2 separate regions of the Bos taurus genome follow, and region 1 is linked to region 2. Evidence: chromatin contacts called from public Hi-C data. All regions are on one chromosome and are shown on one strand. Each heading gives the region's core, a stretch centred on a gene start, on an enhancer-like site or on the middle of the called end of the contact. The rest is flanking DNA. Distances are from core to core; before and after follow the strand shown.

What was found. Hi-C and Micro-C count contacts between places; a contact is called where the count stands out from the background.
Region 1: a contact with region 2 is called in a Hi-C map of an unstated tissue, with 2.5 times the contacts expected there. The contact joins two enhancer-like sites.

Annotation. Positions count from the first base shown.
Region 1 is chr7:27,387,273-27,390,419 of ARS-UCD2.0, forward strand. GRAMD2B (GRAM domain containing 2B) reads right to left here. Exons shown (of 14, transcript NM_001079579.1): 2 at 504-623. Among named protein-coding and RNA genes, the nearest start is that of MIR2458, 32 kb to the right of the region's middle. Within about 2 kb of position 1,764, at least 24 of the 102 cell types and tissues checked have an H3K27ac peak or open chromatin away from gene starts, as enhancers often do.
Region 2 is chr7:27,324,960-27,328,116 of ARS-UCD2.0, forward strand. No RefSeq gene overlaps it. Among named protein-coding and RNA genes, the nearest start is that of ALDH7A1, 44 kb to the left of the region's middle. Within about 2 kb of position 1,847, at least 13 of the 102 cell types and tissues checked have an H3K27ac peak or open chromatin away from gene starts, as enhancers often do.

The sequences.
Region 1 (3,147 bases), core at 514-3,013, 62 kb after region 2:
TCCAGCACTGGCCCCCGGAAACAGGCAGTGCACACCCTGCCCAGGGATCCCGGGCAAGGCTTTTTCCCTCCTCTCATTTCTGCAGCTGCCAGGGAAGCGAGACGGCAGCTGTGCACACCCAAAGGCTGAGCACACAGTTCAGCCGGGGTGGCCTCATCAGTAACGCTGCCAGTCTTTCCAGGTGCTTTCTAACTCTGTGCCACCCAGGCTTTATCACGTAGCAAAATCAGTGCTTAAGAAAGGGGCAGAAAGTTTGCAGAAGACTGGGGTGGGAAGGAGAAGAGAGACTGCTAGGAAGAGCTCAGAGAGAAAGCAGGTGCCAGTGCCTGGATGTGAAGGAAAAACACCTCACTTCTCTCTCAGGGGTGTTCCCTGCCTGTAGGAGAGCTTTCGTCTTAGCCACCACCATAAAACTAGAAATACCAGCTCTTTCCAGCAACCCCTCCCTCTGAAAAGCCAAAAAAAAAAAAAAAAAAAACAGAGGGAGTCATGTGAGGACTCACCGCAGGGAAATGGTTCTCTTCTGGTCCTGGGACTCGGCCTCGCTGGATGGGGTGGGAGACAGCGCTCCTGGCGACCTGCATACCTTCTTTTTCTCCTCCACACCATTCTCAGCCTCTGAGCTGGGGAAGAGAAAACGCTTCACCTTAGACATCCAGGGTGGGGAGGATGGAAAGACGATGACGTGAGCTCACTTTTCTGAGAGTGGAATGACTTTCAATCCTGCGACAGGCTGAAGTCAACAAGGACAGCTGTGCCCTTCCCATCCCTCCATTCTGGCCCCTCCGCTGGTGCCAGAGGAGGAGGAGCTCTGGGTCATGCTGGCTTCAGACACACCTGCAGGTTTACATGGAGGTAAATGTCCGACTTTGTAGGGACTCGCTGGCTCCCCGGTCTGTCGCCCATGAGCCCTGTACTGCCTGGCTCAGCCCTGCCCAGCACGGAGGTGGCAGATAACCTGGAGGCTGGGAGGGCCTCTTGAACCTGCTCACGTGTGGCCTCCTGCCAGGTGTGAGTTGTCCCCCAGGAGCCCCCACCCGTTTTGTTTGCATTTGTCACTTATCATCTTTTGTTGTAGACCTATAGGACTTGGCTTGGGTGGTTGCTAATTTTACCAAGTGCCTCTCTCAGCAATTACTATCTCTAATCCACACCACCACCTAGGCTAGGTGGGAATTACTACCCCCATTTCACACAGGAAGAACCTGAGGCTCTTACATGGTGAATTACTCACCCCAGTTCATAGAACTGGCCTGTCTGAGTTGTGATTCAAACTCAGGTCTGTCCATCTGAGAGGCCTTTGTGTAGAAGGCCATACTCAAATTTTCTTTCTTTGCATTCATCCATCCCCCCAACCACCTAATCTATCCTCTGAACCCTCTTACTAGTTCTGTGATGTGGAAGCCCCAGGCTGGGGTGAAAATCTCATTGATCTTTATACTGACCTCAGGGTCTAGGACAGTGCTGGTATGTAATCGTGCCTAATGGGCTTTCGGAAAACTAGGTCTGACCTTGGTGAAAGAGGGAGAAGACGGGACAGTAAGTCAGAGGGCCACATGCTGAACCATTAAGGATGGAGGAGGGCCAGTGCGGTGGACACAGGAAAAAAGTTCCCACAACCTAGTCAAGGAAATTGAATAAACCAAAAAAAGAAAAAGAAATCCACTTGAGAGTCCCTCTTGAAGTAGGGAGACAAAGTGTGTGTGGAACTTCAATAATCCACTTTAGCATTCCTTCAAATATTTACCAACCTCTCTGAAGGGTCAGATTCAGGCCCATCCTGGACAGCACCTTTGTGGACTCAGAAAGAGCCATGCCCAGTCAAAGGCACCCAGGAAACGGTGCTGTCTGTCTGATTTAGCCCAGTGGACACATGGCCTGCCAGAGAAACGGTGCCCCTCGCTCTGGGCAGAAAGAGCCCAGTGCCAAGACTTGGAGGAAGCATTTTGCTTACTGTGGTCATTTGCTGGTGTTGATCAATATGGGATTGACAATTACTGATTCTGTAATGTCTATGGCCAATTCAATTTGGGGTTTTTGTTTACTCAAAGATGCTAAGGAAACTCAAGCAAGCTAATTCCTAACACTGGTGAGATGATTCTTGGAGGCACCCCTTAGCCCAGAGGTCGTCTTGTCAGCAGCAGACTCTAACTGCTAGAATCCGAAAAACAGAGACTTGCCTGTGCTTGAGTGAGGAGGGCGTAGGGGAAGAAAGAAACCACTTCCTCAGTGCCTCTCAGTCACCGTAAAGTTACCATCAGTGAAGCTGAACTCTCACTGACAAGGCAGATGAAATAACAGGTCTCACTTAAGTCATGAAAACAAGGAAATCACTTTAAAAAACAAAACAAACAAACCAGAAACAAGAAGATAAGGTTCTTTCAAGGACACTGACTATAAGAATTAACTAAAAAAAAAAAAAAGCCAAGTCAAGGATCCTTTTCTCTCAACAAACACTTGTTTATGGGTCCCTGCTGGCCCTGCTGGTGAGACGGATAAATGAGTTTCCATTTTAAGGAAGCAGAGAAGCGGGAGAAGATGCTGGGAACAGGGGATCCATCTTCACCAATCTTCTCCAATCTCGAACCCAATTTAAGCATCAGTTATGGGCCCTGAAACCTTCTCAGTAGGGAGTTTCTGAACAATTGCCATAGAGAGACAAGGGTGGCAATGCTTGGGAGATAAGACAGACACACTTATACTAACCAAGTCTGACTTCACCTGCTAGGCAGTAGCATATGTATTACCAGCTACCACATTGAAACCAGTGATGGTTTCAATAATACACTGCCACACACTGTTACACAATCTATAAATTAAAAAACCAGGTTGACAATCCCTATCAACAGTCTGATATTCCTTACTTCCTGGACCTCATTAGTTTGATGATGAGTTGATTCAGACTTCACAATGTTTCAGAATTAGAATTTTTATGTGGAGTCCACTATTATTCCTCCTGGAGAGTCTCTGAGTTTAGAGTAAACTCAACACCTCTCTCCTGTCATTTCTATCTCCCAGGCTCTTTGCCTCTCCTGCTGAGGCTGTGTTGTACTCAGGCACCATCACATCTCAGTGACGATTAGGTTCTGTCTCAGGTGAATGATTATACTGTATCTCAGATAAATGCAAACAAGTGCCTCACTTTGG
Region 2 (3,157 bases), core at 597-3,096:
GAGGTGGAAGAGAGAAGTTTCGACAAATAGGATAGTTGGAGGTAGAGTTGACAAAGTCAGGAAATCCTGTAGAGAGCCAATAGCCAAGTGGAAAGTGGGTACCTGGAGAAGTCAGTGCTGGTTTAAGAGAAGTGGGAAAACAAAGGCTGAGAACCAGATGCAAGCTTCCTCTGCATTTTCTGGTGTGGCTCAGTGGATTTCTAATCTTTTGTATCAGGGCTGTCAGAAGGGCAGGATTCCATTCTCAACTTAAACCACATCTCTTCTGAGGCCCCTGTCTTCTCTGTAAAATGGGCATAATCTTCCTCTAATACTTCTTTTCCCAGCACTATTGTAAAATACAAGTGCGATGTCAGATGTTAGAACTTTCTGGGTAAAGTGTAATAGATGCATGGTGATACTGGAAGAAGCAGTGAGCTCCCAGTATTCTGTGTGGAGCTGGTCTGGGCCAGTCCAGGGGCACTGATTTAGTTAAGAGAAGCTCAGAGATCTGGACTGATGGGGGTCACCTCTGATTCAAAGGTCATTCCTTTGATAAACAGGGTCTGGGAGAGACCACACAATGTGGAGGTTAACCCCTATTTGACAGGTCCAGACCTAGGCTGTCGCATAGACACATCTGGAAAGGAGTGGGGAGGATGGCATGGTCTCGTGTATGGTCAGAAAGATGCTCCTTAGGCGGGGCTACTCCTGTTGTGGTGGGATTGCCAGTGCTTTCTCTGATGAGCTCAGAGTCCCTTTAAGGAAGTCTTAAAATAAGACTCTTGAGAGGAACCCAAGAACCATGACTGGAACTGGTTTGATCTTGGATTGCAGTGAGCCACATGGCATAGCACTGAATCTCTCCTTTTGAGCTGGTGAACTCATATTCAAATTGTTTGGCTTTCAGCTGTGAAAAAATCTGAGTGAAAAGAGGAGACATTTTCTCCAGTTTAGGGATTGAGTTTGCAATTAAAATGAGGACATTCAGCTGTGAGCCAGGAAATGCTCTTTGCTCATAATCTCAAACAGCCTGTGAGAGGAGTCCTCATGAGAAGACTATGAGAGCGTCTTTTCCTGTGTTCTTTTTAGGGGAGGAGACGACACGTGGCCTTGTCTTTTCTGGGGATAACACGAGGGGACAGTGTCTCAGGGATGCATCTTGTTTTATTTTGAATTGCAACGTGGAGAATGGAATGTCAGTTTTATATTACTTCCCTCAGTTATTCATTTTAAAAATGTAACAAACTGTGGTAAGAATAACAAAGATGATTCATTGAAGGTTTTTCTTTCTTTTCTTGACTTAGTGATCTGCCCTAACTTAAAAGAATTCTGCATAATCATTGCAGTGTTTCCTGGTGTTTTAAATCCAGACTCTAGCTACCCAAAACAGAGTGATCAAATGATTTTAACCTCTTGAAATTGAAAGAACCTCTGAGGAAAAAGTACCAGGAAACTTTCTACAGCTTAGGGCTGTAGACTCTGTAGGAATGACTCAGTGAACTTTTTATTCTCGTAGTTTGCCCTGCACAAGGAGTCAGAAAAAGAGAAGATGAATTCTCACCTCTGCCTACGTCTGCAGTCTGCCTTAGCTGCCTAGTAAGTGGCACATCATTCCAGCATCTCCTATGAACACAGGTAAGCTGAGTCTGCGTTCCCCATTGTATTTTTTGACCTCTGCACATATAACAAGGACTTTCTCAGGACCACACTCCCTCCTTTGTTCCTTGAGGGATTTCATTTTATTCTTGCTCACGAAAGCAGAGAGCTAGCTGCTGCTGGTATCCCCCCGCCTCCCTCCCAGCCCTCTCAGAGCTTCCGCACCACCGAGGGCCCCCTCCCTCCCAGGTCGAGATGTCACAGTCTACATGCCACTCTGGCTAAGTGGCTGAAGTCACGACATCCCCCCAGTCTCGGATCTTTGTGAAGAACCTAGTCGGTGTGCTGCCCTCGTTCTCCCCCAGCCGGATTCATCTCCGTAAAGTGCATCCTCTGAAAAAGGGAAAAGCCCAATTGTTCCCTCTGTGTTGCCCAAATGACTTGAAAGGCTTGGATTTTTCGTAGCTTCCAGAAACAAAGAGGCTTTTTTTAACTAGATGACCGATTTCCTCCAGCAAAGTCTCCCTGGCTGACCTTTGTTTACGGTTAAGCAGCATTGTGCTGGCCGCTCTGTGGCTCCAAGTCAATCACTACAGGAAATTCGCTTTAGGGCTGTTATTGAACTTACAAGGCCTACTTCTGGTTTGTTATTATTATTATTATTATTTTTTTTGTCTGTTCCTTAACAACAATAAGGAAGGTTACAGAAAGTTTCATATGATCATTCTCACCCCGGTGTTAGATCTTCTTGTTGCATCCGCACGGTTCTGATGCACCGGTAATGTATTTTTAAAATTATTTATTTTTGGCTGCGCTGTGTCTTCACTGCTCTGAGGGCTCTTCTCTAGTTGTGGAGAGCAGGGGCTACTTTTTTTGTTGCAGTGCACGGGCTTCTCACTGCAGTGGCTTCTCCTGTTAAGGAGCAGTGGCTCTAGGTTTACAGGCTTCAGTAGTGGAGGCTTGCAGGCTTAGTTGCTCCGGGACATTTGGGATTTTCCCAGATCAGGAACTGAATCTGTGTTTCCTGCATGAGCAGAATTCTTTACCACTGAGCCACCAGGGAAGCCCTGCACCAGTCATTTTTTAATGTCTGCTTCCCTTACTAAAGGAAAGCTCTGTGAGGGCAGGACCTTACCGAGCTTAACTAAGTTTTCTGTCTCTCCTCCCACATAGTATGGAATCAGTAAATGTTTGTTGAATAAAGAAATAAATGGATGCTCTGTGGAGGGTTTGACTTCGATTTGTATGTGTGGGGAAGGAAAAAAAATTCTTCCTCACTCTTATGTTCTTTCACTGAGACCTGTGAATTAAACTGAGAAAAAGATTAGCAGAAGAAAAGAAATACAAATTTTAATAGTATTTTATGTACACAGAGGGGACTTTCCTGGTGGCTCAGAAGGATCTGCCTACAATGCAGGAGACCCGGGTTCAATCTCTGGGTTGGAAAGATCCCTTGGAGAAGGAAATGGCAACCCACTCCAGTATTCTTGCCTGGAGAATCACCATGGACAGAGGAGCCTGGCAGGCTATAGTCCATACAGTCCGTGGAGTCCCAAAGAGTTGGACATGACTGAGCAAC